Linked DNA regions of Mus musculus: region 2 is linked to region 1. Evidence: chromatin contacts called from public HiChIP or PLAC-seq data. All regions are on one chromosome and are shown on one strand. Each heading gives the region's core, a stretch centred on a gene start, on an enhancer-like site or on the middle of the called end of the contact. The rest is flanking DNA. Distances are from core to core; before and after follow the strand shown. Region 1 overlaps Ryr2 (ryanodine receptor 2, cardiac). Region 2 holds the start of Ryr2 (ryanodine receptor 2, cardiac).

Region 1 (6,669 bases), core at 309-2,808:
CCACTTGTGGACAAGCAAGGAGAGACCTGCCTTCTTGCTTTTGCTGAAGGCAGCCTCCTGCTGTGACCTTGCCATTCCACTAGAAGAGTCCTAAGTGCACAGCCCCAGGGTGCATTTGAATCTGGAAAGAAGATAACATAAACTAGGGAAGGACTGCCCCTGGTGTGTACAAATGTGAGTACAAACGGGGGAGGGGGGTGTACAAATGTGAGTACAAACGGGGTGGGGGGTATGCGTGTATACATTAGCAGGAAGTGAGGTGATATCTGTGACATCATGCTATAGGCATACTTTTTTTGCAACATACTTTTAATAAGGGTTCGACCTCTTCTCTAGCCCATTACCCAGCAGAGGTGGTGGAAGAGAAAAGTTATTAGGATATGGGGGAAGTGGACCTGTTCAGCAATAGTTCTTGGGCCAGGGGTGGGATGGGGTGGGATGGGATGGGGGCACCTTGATCCTCTTTGGCAGCAGTTCAGTCCGGTAGCAAACACCAAATACATCTCAGCAGCTGCAGACCAGCCCCCTAGACAGGCAGGCGGCACACAGGAAGTCCTTTCCACAGGCCTAAGCAAATGCTCTGTGGTGCACTCAGTCGCACACTAACCCTTTGTCCCTGCACCACCTCCTGCTCTTCCCAGCCCCTGTCTCACTGAGTTGCTTTGAGCACCTGGTAGTGAAAGTACCTGGAGCAGGGCGGGGCTGCCCTTTACCTTCCAGCCTATTTTCTTTCCCTAGTTCATCGTGAGGTACATTCCCGGTCCCATTCACCAAGCCAGAACTATTGTTCTGCTCTCCCTGGCTCTTTTTTGCTTTCCAATCATTTGGCCCTCTAGTCACAAACTCTCTACGAGCAAAGCCAACTCTGCAATCCTTTCTAATAGAAAGAAGAGAATTGAGTGGCCCTTCTGAGCTTTCAGCTTTCCCTCCAAAATTATGAAAACTATGAAGCAAAATCAGAAAACCCCCTCCGGGAACACAGTAGAAGACCACCCAGAGGCAGTGGCTGCCATTTTGGCAATCTCCTTAAGCAACATTGCTAACCCCTCATGATCTATGGTTTCCTCTACCACATTAGAAGCGGAGTTATCCATTATGCCTAAGCCACATTGGGCGCCACCTGTAGGCATAATTTTTTTTTTTTTTTTTTTTTTTTTTTACATCCTACTTTTAATACCTCTGAGGTCCCAGTGAACAGCAGCTGCTGTTTCATGCCTGGTGTCAGCCTGCTGAAAGGACTAGTCTGTGGCTGCCACTTCGTGTGTGCTGTCTGCCTGCCTAGGGGACTGGTCTGCAGCTGCTGAGTTGTAGTTGGTGTTTGCTACAGAACTGAACCACTGCCAAACAAGATCAAGCTTGCCCCTCCCCTGCCCCCAAAAAAACTACTGCTGAACAGATCCACTCCCCCATATCCTAATAACTTTTCTCTTCCACTACCTCTGCTGGGCTAGAAGAGAGGTTGAACCCTTATTAAAGTAGGTTGCAAAAAAATGTATGCCTACAGCACACCTCTCATAAGCTGAACAGAACCACAGCCTATACAAGCCACACCTGCAGGCAAGCTAAGTCACACCCTCCCCCACCCTAATTTCGGTGTTCATTCTCCTCAACTGTCCAGTCCTCATCTAGGTGCCTCGTCCTGGCCATCTGCAGGGATTCACCTCGCATCTGTGCACACCCCACAGCCCACAGCCATTTCCCTGACCTCTGAGAGGCCTATAACACTCAGGGAGAGAGGCCCATGAGGCCCAAGAGGCACTCACTCACCACATGCTTGGGTTATTCACTCAATTGCTATAAAGACACATAGACAAGGTGGAAATCATAAGCATAGGTATGGCTGCCTTCTCCAGTCCCTTGAACCTCAGCCTAGAAAAGAAAAGCACTCTCCAGGTATGAAGTTGTTGAGTCACCAAAATTAAAATGAGACTAAAATACAGATCAAAACTAGTTTTAATTAAAGGCCTCCAATGGGGCTGGGGTATACAGTTCTGTGGTAGAGCACTTGTCTGACATGGGTGAAAGCCTGCCACCCCCCTGCAACCTCAGAAAGAAGGATCCTTCCTGGGTTGTGGTCAGCGGTGCACCAACTAACAGTGAAGTTGTTTCTTTTTGCTTAAGGTTCACATGATATTACAATGCTGTCTTTCACCTGCTCGCCGAATGTGTGAAACTGCCTAACATGATTAATTAGTCTCTCATGTGTCTGTGAACCTTAAACAGTACTAAAAATTGTATGTATAGACAGAATGTTCCATCTTACTCCCACAGGGAGTGGGAGATATAGCATGTACTATGTATGTGGTGTGTATGAGATGTGTGCATGTGTATGCACATGATAGAGTATATGTGAGAGTGCATGTGTGCGTGTGTGGTTTGTGTATATGTGTTGTTACTGAATTATGCATTAAACATAAAAGGTGCAGACCAGAATGACTACACGAAGATTCTGTCTGCAGTGGAGACAGAACTCCCCCACTACCCTCAGGATATGGCCGAAAGACTAACAGCAACACTGTGAAGTGTTGTGTCTAAACTGAAGGGAGATTTTTGTCATGTTTGTTTCTTTTTGAAGAGACATGAAAAAATAGGGGTTGAAATCTGGCAGGATAGCTCTCTTTGGCATCTAAGAACCAGAGAGAACCAAATGGCTGAAGCCAAGAGTGAAATTTACTCCCTTCGTGGAACTAGGGCCTGTGCATCCTCCTGCAATGCCAATCAGTCAAAAGGGAGAACCATCCCTCAGACAGACAGCAGGATAGGAGGACTACCTGTCAGACATACAGCAAAGTGGGAGGACCACCCCTCAGACAGCAGAGTGGGAGGACCACCCCTCAGATAGACAGCAAAGTGGGAGGACCACCCCTCAGACAGCAGAGTGGGAGGATCATCCCTCAGACAGAAGAGTGGGAGGATCATCCCTCAGACAGACAGCAAAGTGGGAGGACCACCCCTCAGACAGCAAAGTGGGAGGACCACCCCTCAGACAGCAGAGTGGGAGGATCATCCCTCAGACAGAAGAGTGGGAGGATCATCCCTCAGACAGACAGCAAAGTGGGAGGACCACCCCTCAGACAGCAAAGTGGGAGGACCACCCCTCAGACAGCAGAGTGGGAGGATCATCCCTCAGACAGAAGAGTGGGAGGATCATCCCTCAGATAGCAGAGTGGGAGGATCATCCCTCAGACAGAAGAGTGGGAGGATCATCCCTCAGACAGCAGAGTGGGAGGATCATCCCTCAGACAGAAGAGTGGGAGGATCATCCCTCAGACAGACAGCAAAGTGGGAGGACCACCCCTCAGACAGCAGAGTGGAAGGACCACCCCTCAGATAGACAGCAAAGTGGGAGGACCACCCCTCAGACAGAAGAGTGGGAGGATCATCCCTCAGACAGATAGCAGAGCTGAGAGCAGGGGGTGGGCTGAAAAGGAAGCTCTTAGTCCCTGAAAGAAAGCATGCCACACAGCCCTGGAGCTAGGCCCTTACAGATATGTGTGCCAACTTGGGAAGTGGGTTGCTATGATGGTTGATCTTGCCAACTTGAAATTAGCAATCACTTCGGGAACACACATCTGGGCATGTCTGTGAGGGAGTTTCTTGATAAATCGATGTAGGAAGACTCTCCGAACCTATGCTGGGGTCCTGCACGGCACAGGAGAAAGCCAGCTAACCACCAGCAGTCTTCTCTGCTCCAACTGTGGATGCAGCGTGGCCAGCCACCTCATTCTCCTGCCACCATTCTCTCTTCCCCTCCAAGACAAGCCTTACTCAACTATACAGCAGAATAAACCCTCCCTCCCTTAAGGCGTTTCACTTCAGATATCTTGTCCCACCGACAAATAACTAACACAGAAGGCAAAGGTAAACTTCGGGACCAATGCAGAGGGTATGAAAGATAGGGAAGAAATGGTCATACAGGGCAAGCCATAAAGCACCTTCCATTCTCCAGGACAACCTCAGAGGAACTCTAGAGACATAGACAGAAAGATAAACCTCAGCTCCCTGCTCTGGAGAGCCCAAGAACCACAGGTACATGAAGAGTCTCCTGACCTGACCAACTGCCGCTGAGATTTCAGAAATTCCTCAAAGACCCAGACCAAGAGGCTGGTTCCATAGGGACTGTGGAATGAAGAGAGCGTCATTCTTAATCTCCTCTAACTCCTTCTCTGCCTTCCTGTTTGCTTTATTCTAATGTCATGCCATCTTCCAGTGGATTAGCCAAGCTGGCCCAAACCCAGGAAAAACAGAAACATCCCCTTCCATTCTTCATACACAACAGACATTGGGAATATATCTAATCAGAAACTAAGTCTGTTGTAAGAGGATGAGAACTCTGTCTCAGTTTCTAGAGAGTGTACATGTAGCCCAGTACAGGTGTCCTGGCAGGTTTTGTATGTCAACTTGACACAAGCTGGAGTTATCAGAGAAAGGAGCCTCCCTTGAGGAAATGCCTCCATGAGATCCAACTATAAGGCATTTTCTCAATTAGTGTTCAAGGGTGGGTGGGGCCATTGTAAGTGGTGCCATCCCTGGGCTGGTAGTCCTGGGTTCTATAAGAAAGCAAGCTGAGCAAGCCAAGGAAAGCAAGCCAGTAAGCAGCATTTTCCCATGGCTTTTGCATCCACTCCTGCCTCCAAGTTCCTAACCTGTGTGAGTTCCTGTCCTGGTGATGAACAGCAGTATGGAAGTGTAGACTGAAAAAAAAAAAAAAAAACCCTTTCCTCCCCAACTTGCTTCTTGGTCATGATGTTTTGTGCAAGAATAGAAACCCCGACCAAGACATCAGGTGTTGGTGCCCTAGTCCAAGGTTGCTAGGTGTATTGTTCAGAGAGGAATATGTGTGCGCAGTGTGTACAGGTCAGGAAGGAGAGACGCCAAGGGCATTGTTAGAAGAGAGCTGGGCAGAGCCCAAGCCAATCAGAGTCCCAGGATATCAAGCTCTTCCCTGGCTTCCCTGTAGGAGCCAGTCTCGGGGCCTCGCTGAGTACAGGCAGCAGCTGCTCTACATCATGTGGACTTCTCTCTCAGTCCACACCAAATCAATAGGTCTTGCAGGACTCATGTTAAACCCTTGGCCAACATCTCCAGACTCACCAGCGCCCCCATGCCCCTGGAAAACATCACTCTCTCTGCTCACGAGTTTTAGATTCCATATGTAAGCAAGATCACACAGTGTCATCTTTCAGTGCCTGTTTTTCTTCATCATTGATGTCCTGCAGGTTAATCATACTGTAAGACATGACAGGATTTCATTCTATTTTAAGACTGAACAGATTCTCATTATACATAAATCCCACATTTTCTTTATTCATTGTCCCAATCTTAGAGACCTGGGTTGTTTGTACATTAGGCTGTTGCTACTAACACACACCATGTTAGCACTACTCTATTATATACTTAAACTTTGCTTAAAAAGACCTTAAGTGTCCTGACTATAAATACATACATGCATACTATGTGGGTAACAGAAGTGGTGACTACATTGATTACAGCAATCACTTCACAATCATGTCAAAGTATCTCATTGTACACTCTGAATACATATGTTTGTATGTGTTTGAACATGTATATTTGTCAGTTAGGTCTCAATAAAACTGGCAAAAAAAAATAAAAGCTGTAAGCTAAACAGTCAATAAAAGTTGAATCACTAGCTAATCAAATTTTTTTCTTCTACTTTAATGTATGCGAGTGTTTGCCCGCACACATTTGTACCAGGTGCCTAAGGAGTGGGGGTCGGATCCCTAGAACAAGGTCTGGGTGTTTGTCGGCTAGGATATGAGTGCTGAGAACTGAACCCAGGTCCTCTACTAAAGCAGCCAGTGCCCCTAACTACTGAGTCAATTCGCCAGATCCTGTGCTAGAAAATTTTATAATGCAAACGGTTTGACAAAAATTTAGTGTTTTTTGATGTCTTAAATGGCATTTTTGTAAACGAGTTGACCCTCTACTTGGGTAACGAATAGGAAATGAACGAGATTATGGGTCTAAATTGATTATATTTTCAAGTATAAACATTTTAAAGCATATATTTTAATAAAGAAAATGTTAAACTCAGTTCAAATCTTAACTCAATGTATTTTATCTAAAATACAATTTTTTCCAAGGAGACTTCAGCAATACCGAGGCTAACAGGGAAGAGTGACGAAGAACTCACAGACTATAAGATTGTTTTCCTCTCTTTGGTCCCGCCATTCCCTGTGGATGATGCTGCCTGGTTAGTACTTGCATCAGTGGTAATAGAGAGAGGTGAAATATTTTCATACTTGGTTTAAAAAACTAAGTTCCCAGAAGGGACAAGAATCTTTTAGTTAAGTCCTCCTCCTGCCAAAAAGCTGTGTGTGTGTACATGTAAATCCAGGTGTCTGTGGAAGCCAGAAGATAATATCAGGTCCCCAGGACCGTATGTAGTTACAGGTGTTTCTGAGCCACCATATGGATGCTGGGGACTGAACCTAGATCCTCGACAAGAGCAGCGAGCCCTCTTAACTGCTGAGACGGCTCCCAAGCCCCACGGTCTGCTCTGGTTGCATTGCAAGATGTTTTCCTGTTGTCTCATCCATTCCAGTCTGTTACACTAACAGTCGGGATCAAGGGGGTGCCTAAGAAACAGCAAGAGGTATTAAGTCAAAATCTATACACTTGCCAGAGACCGAGGGACCAGACTGGCAG
Region 2 (6,742 bases), core at 2,422-4,921, 42 kb after region 1:
TAGGCTGACAGTGACAAAACCCTCAAAATGAAGGCATCCCTGATAGAAACAGAGAAGACACAACTCACGCAAAGGCTCCATTAAAGATGTCACCTCTATGTCCCTTAGCAACCATCTCAGACCTCTCTCAGAAAGGAAAAGGGGAGGAGCTGTGGATGGTAGAGATGCTTCAGTGTGCTGGAACGCAGAATCCAAGCCCAATTGACATGATAATGATCAGGGTATGCTAATCAGTTGTGTAAATGCCTGGTGCACAGCACAGCCACAATATCCCCATGACTGATTTTTTTTTTTAATGTACAACAGCTCTGTCTATTACTCTCAGAAAGATTTCAGTTACAATTAGTATGTCAAAATATGCAGTCTTAATGCTCCTTGGTACATGTGCCTTTAAAAAAAAACAAAATGAGGAGCTGGGATGTGCTTAGCACACACAAAGCCCTGCATTCATTCTTTCAGCACTGTATCAACCCGTTGTGAACACACGCCTGTGATCCCAGCACTCAGGAGAGAGAAGCAGAGGAATCAATAGGTCAAGGATAGCCTTAGCTACAAAGCAAGTTCAAAGCCAGTCTGGAATTTTTTTTTTAATTAAAAAGAAAAGGAAAAAAAAAAAAGAAACCAGGTATGGTGAGTCCTATAATCTCAGCCCTCTGAAGAGTGAGACAGGATCTCCAGGAATTCTATGTCATTCATCCTATGCCACATATTCCATAGCACCCTATGTTCACAGGCTATCAAGTGTGAACAAAAATAAATAAACACAAAATGAAATAACTCACAATGACACTTTCACATTTTAAAAATTGTCCCCGGGGGTGGGGAGGGGTGAAGATAATAAAGCGATGGCACGCTTGCCTTTGCTAACCTCATTAATATCACTGAACCATCAACATACTCAGGTTAAAGAATAAAATGGGAAGGACCCAGGGCAGCAGACGGGGGAGCTGGAGAAAGACTTGAGAATTATCGTTTTAGAATCACAAGCTCAGAAAAAGAAGCCTTCCTTTCAGATATGAATGGCACACACACACACACACACACACACACACACACACACACCCTTCTTCACAATGCTACTCCTTCAAGGTCATTTATCATCAGTACAACAACCTACCAATGTTTTATTAAAAGAAGAATCTCAGCCTAGGACTGCCAGACCTTACCCAAGCCCCACTTATCAAAGGTGTCGCTCTGGCTGACAGGCAGCTGCTAAGTGGCACTGAGTTAACATGACTTTATATGTGGAAAGAAAAAAAAAAAAAAAACCCTACAGGCAGGCACAGTACCTCAGTCCCCATTAAACATTCTGATAACAGCACCTCCATAAGCTAGGCTTAGCATTTAAGCCTGCAGGGAGCCCTTGAACTCACAAAACCAGCCAAAATTTCCTGGCTAATTTTAACCCTGTAGAGTGTGGTACAAACTGAATTTTAAAGCCACACAGCAGCTAAAACTGTAATCTGCCTGAAAAACGCATTCCGTGGCTTTTGAGGCTACAGCTTGACTTGTTGAAAACAAAACAGAACTTTTAGACAATTGTCCACTAAGAAACGTAATAAACAATATGGCTAGAAGGCTTCGGATACCTTCATAAGCTATGTCTTAGTGAGGATGCTGTCTATGTATGGGGACAGCCTTGCTCAGCTCAGACCTGTGGTCCACACTGATCTGCACTCACAGGCCTCTCTGCAATGCAAACGACCCACCTCCCAAATACTAGGAAAAAGTAAAGTGTGCAGGGGAATGGCTCCTAATAACACCATTCAGGTTTTATGCAAATAACCTAAAAGTTATCCTCTAGTTAGTATTTCAAATTTTCCCCATCTGTGTGGTGTTTTCTGTGAATCTGGAAGGGACTGTACCTGGAAGTGGAACGTGAAGGCTGCCAGGAAGAAATCCCAGCAGAAAATGCCGTCTTGGGTGGAAAGGAATCCTGTCAGGGGGATAGTCTTGGGAAAAGAGGAGAGGTAAGGAAGGAAAGACTGAGACGATGCAGAAAAGGCTAAGCAGACTGATGTGATAGGGGCTTCTTGCACTTCTTTGGCGCTTGAGCAGGCTCAAAGGTTTGGAGGTGAGCAAGCGGCTAGGAAGTATCTGCAGTGTAGAACAATCAGGAAGGAAGGCAGCAGCGCCAAGTGGCACTTGGAATCTTATTAGAGTGAGGCCGATCTTTCCCTGCCTACCACACTATGTGGAAATCCCGAGCAGCCACCCTCCCCTTGTACACACACACACACACACACACACACACACACACACACACACACAGAAACACACAGACAAACATCACTTGCTTGCAGGCACTCACTTGGCTGCACTCGGTATTCAACAAGCCAGCGTTTAAAGAACGACACATGTTCATGATGCTCAGCCTCTGTAAATTCTTTCATGCGGTCCGTGCACACACACACACAACACACAGGAACGCACACTCACACACACACACACATGCACACACACACACACACACACACACACACACACACACACACACACACGGTTCCAATGCGCTCTGCAAGCTGTCGTCACGAAAACCAGCATGGCACCATGCCGGGAACCGTGGGGACCACCGGAGCAAGCCTCCATGGCATTGGTATCTGCTCGACTTGGGGGCACCCTGGGGGCAGCCTTCTCAGCCCTGGCCAGTCACTATATGATCGACACCGCCAAGTACTCGGATTGCGATGTCTTCACTCCGTGACGGCGCGCAGACTCAGCCCTGAAGCCCCAGGGACGGCGAAAGCCAGAGCCGCCACGCTAAGCGCGCCCCACGGAACACGCAGCCCTGCACCCTAGCCTGAGTCGGTCGAAGAGGTCCCTGGCCAATTCAGCTCCCGCAGCTGGGTAGCGCCCGCCCGGGTGCCTCCCGCTGGCTCGCCACGCTGTCACCGCACTGAGTCCTCTTGGTTTTCCACATGCGCGCACAGACACGCGTCCTGCCCTTCCCCGGGCAGACCCGCACACCTGCACACATGTGGTGATGCAGACCCCTCCAGCATCCCTGGGGCGCCTCTGGCGGACCAGAGGCGGCCCCGCAGCCGGTTGTCACTCTACGGGGACCCTGCGGGGGGCTCCCAGGCACCCCTTCCCCTGGGAGATGCGCGCCGCGACGTGGCACTTACAGTTCTCAGGAACTGGATCTCATCCTCGCCTTCGCCCGCATCAGCCATGGCTCCGCGCTCCTGGCCCGGCCGGCTCCGGAGCCCGGCGGAGCCCCACGACCGCGGCCACTTATGCTGCTGCTGCTACTGCTGAAGCTGCTGCTGCGGCTTCTCTGGACGCTCTAGTCACTGCTAACCAGGATGTTCTAGGGGCTCCAACGGCTGCTACTCGGGTCGCTGCCCCTGCGGCGGCCACAGCCAGGAGCCCGAGGCACCCGGGGGGCCGCGCTGCTGGTGCCGAGAGCCCAGCGGTCGGTCCCCCTGCAGCGCGGCGGAGGCGGGCACGCGGGGGCGGCCGAGGCGCGGGGCCTCCCTGCGCCGCACGGTGCGGGAGGAGGGCAGCCCGGCGTGAGGACGCAGGGAGGAGGCCCCACTGCCCGGCGCGCTCGGCCCCGGCTCCCGCCAGCGAGTGCCCGGAGCCCGCGGAGCCGGGCTAGTGCAGCGGCGGGGGCGGGCTGGGGGCGGGCGGGGAGGAGCTGCCAGCCCCGGCTGCTGCAGGTAATCCGCAGCCCGCTCCTCCGGCCGCCAGCGCCGGGGCACAGTGCCGCTTACTGGCTGCTTGGGGAATCAACTGGCGCGTGCCAGAGCGCTCAGCCATCCCCTGCACCTGTGCCCTTCCTGACCTCAAGTCCAAGGAGCTCAGCTTCCCGCTGAGCCCTGCTACAGTACTTGCCACCCATTTCTAAGGCCTTTTGGATTGCACGGGGAACTCTCCTTCTCCCCCGGTGCACAGAATGGGGAGCCTCTACGTGTGATCGATATTTACACTTCGACTCCCTCCATACGAGATAGAGGTGGTTTTCTTAGTTATTGAGTCAGCATGCACCAGACTCATCACAGATTAAGTTCTCACCACAAGGGGCCTGGTGTGGATGGTCGAGGAGTTTTAACAAATTATTCAGCAACAGGGGTGAGAGAGAAGGCTGAAGAAGAGCACTCACTGATCTTGTAGAGGATGCGCCTCGGTTCCTAGCACCCACGCGAGACAGCTCACAACCACCTGTCACTCTGGTTCCAGGAGACCCAGTGCCCTCTGGCCTCCATGGGCACCTGAAGGTACTTCGTGCACATACATTTATTAGGCACATATGCATAGATAAAATAAGTATATATTAAAAAGTACTCAACGACAGCACAACAATCCCAGCATTCAACGACAAAGTAGGCATCTTGCCATGCATTGTGATACAAGACACACAAATTCATAATGCACCTGCGCAAGAAATTACAATAAAGTATGGTGTGCTAAGGACCAGTCCGATCACTGAATGCGCTAAACTCACACCGTGGTATCCGCGATCTGCCGTGAGAGAGCAAAGTTAAACATTCCTCCACAAATGCCGGATCCAAATCTCACAATGCTCCATGTAATCATAAGCCATCAAATCTCCATTTTAAAAACAGCTGCTGTAAGCCAGCTAGCCGGCTCAGCTGGTGAAGGCACTTGCCACCAATCCTGACTAGATGAGTTCAATTCCAGGGACCCACATGGTGGGAAGAAAGAACTCCAAGTTCTCCTCAGCCTCCACACACAGCCGTCATACACATAAATAAATAAATGTTTTTAAAAGTAGTATGTAACTATGACTAAGAAATAAAATGTCGGAAGCAACTGGGACAAGAAATCCAACACATGTTTTCTCAGTTCTAAGTGTTTTCATTTATATCACTGAAAAAAAATTATAGAGAAAGCAACGTTCCCACATGCCCAACCTACTCATAGTCAGGAGTTATACAATAAATAATTTTGCGTTAACTTATCTCTGCTACACATGTTACAGCATCTGGTACATCATTAAAACTGCCCAGAAATTTTCAGGTGGGTTACATTTTGTTTCCACCTTTCCTATTTTCGTCCTTACAAAGTTAAAGTTTTTGTCTATTTCCAAGAAAAATAAATATCTGTCCTTAAATATTCTCATTTTATAGTGGGATATCCGTATTGTAGAAGGGTACCCCCATCATCTTACCTGAAAACTTGGCAGACTCTTCTGTCACTAGAGGAAGAAACTAGAGGATTGTAGTTAAGCCATCCAAAAGGTAAATTAGAAAAACAACCCTGTAAGTAAGAAGGATTTCAGAACTTTTCATCATAAATATGTTTATTTTAGAAAGACAAATATAATGTGCATATAAACTTTATGCCTGGAGTCTTTAACTCTAGATTTGAGTTACACAGAATTAGCAAGTGGACATTTTCATAGGCACAAAGCTACCATTTACAAAACAGAGCGGGGGAGGCTATTTTGAGTTATTATGAATATCCACAACCTTGTGTTTTTCAGCTTTTATGAAAATGTTTCTTTGTCCCTAGGTTCGTATTGCACATATTCCATCCTTATGCATACTGCTGAAACATGTTTTCTTAATGTTGATTTAGTTCACTAGACTCCTTTTCATATTTTATTATTAATATGTTTTAATTGAAATATAATTATATCACTTTCTCTCCTCCCTTTCCTCTTTCCAGCCCTTCCCAGCTACCTTCCCTCAAACCTCACCCACGTTCCCCACTCTCAAGTTCATAGCTTTTTTCTCTTATTATTGATATGTAAATGTATGCATGTGTGTATTCACAAATACATATAAATACAATCTGCTCAGTCCATTTTTGGTTTTTATGTGAGTGGTTTCAGGGCTAACCACTTTGCACTGTGTGTGTGTGTGTGTGTGTGTGTGTGTGTATGGTTTCAGGGCTAACCACTCTGCACTGTGTGTGTGTGTGTGTGTGTGTGTGTGTGTGTGTGTGTGTGTGTGGTTTCAGGGCTAACCACTCTGCACTGGGTAACCAATAAGGAAGCTCAGCCAAAGTACTTTGTGTATTAAATAGATAGCAACTCTGGACTAGATCTCTGTTACAGTGCGAACTTTTAAAGAATTATCTTTCTAACATACTCCATCCAAAATGAGTAATCACCTTTATGATTAATTCTGTATCCTCCAGGAAAGGGGGATAACCATATTTCCCTTTGTTGTTGTTGTTGGGCTTTAGTTGGTTTGGTTTAGGGAACCAAATATTGCTATGTGATCCATGTAGCCCTCAAACTTGCCGCCTCTGCTTCCTGAATGCTGAAGTTACAGGCATACTTCACTATGCCAAGTCAAATGTACCTTTTCCCCACGTATGTATGGTATGTATTCATGCATGTATACATGTATGGATGGAGGTATGGTATGTGTGCATGCTTGCATGTATGCATTATGTGTGCATTATGTATGTATGCATTGTGTATGTACTGTATGGGTGCATATGACACACGACACACATGTGAAAGCCAGAGGACAGCTTGTCACAGTTGATTTTCTCCTTTCTCCACATGGGTCCTATGGATGGAACTCAAATCATCAGGCTTCGCACCTCTGCCTGCTGAGCTATCTCCCCAGAACCCAAATTTCATCGCTCTATTAAAGAGTTTTTCTACAGTTACCTAGTTCCGAATGGCACAACATAATTCACCATTAGCTTGCCAAGACTCTAGGCATCCTTAACAAACAAAACATTAGAACATGTATAGGATTATTCATTAGACTTACTATTTACCATTTACCAGTGGTATAAACTCAAAATATTAACTTCT

Evidence for each region. HiChIP or PLAC-seq counts read pairs in DNA pulled down with a chosen protein or histone mark.
Region 2: an H3K4me3 HiChIP or PLAC-seq map of the SCID.adh cell line shows a contact between it and region 1, with 23 read pairs. The contact joins the promoter of Ryr2 here to the enhancer-like site in region 1. A contact is called at or near these places in 2 of 39 promoter capture datasets (hippocampal neurons and stem cell-derived epiblast-like cells), 13 of 484 Hi-C or Micro-C datasets (the HL-1 cell line, Sertoli cells, brain and 6 more), 6 of 115 datasets of contacts at active chromatin or transcription factors (the SCID.adh cell line, embryonic forebrain, embryonic stem cells and 1 more) and 2 of 9 other capture datasets (adipose tissue and liver).

Annotation. Positions count from the first base shown.
Region 1 is chr13:12,063,668-12,070,336 of GRCm38.p6, forward strand. All of the region lies in intron 1 of Ryr2 (ryanodine receptor 2, cardiac), which reads right to left. Among named protein-coding and RNA genes, the nearest start is that of Ryr2, 40 kb to the right of the region's middle. Within about 2 kb of position 1,559, at least 7 of the 459 cell types and tissues checked have an H3K27ac peak or open chromatin away from gene starts, as enhancers often do. A contact at or near this core is called in the SCID.adh cell line, where this site is marked.
Region 2 is chr13:12,103,274-12,110,015 of GRCm38.p6, forward strand. It overlaps Ryr2 (ryanodine receptor 2, cardiac), which reads right to left and starts at 3,672. Exons shown (of 105, transcript NM_023868.2): 1 at 3,126-3,672. The coding sequence starts at 3,173.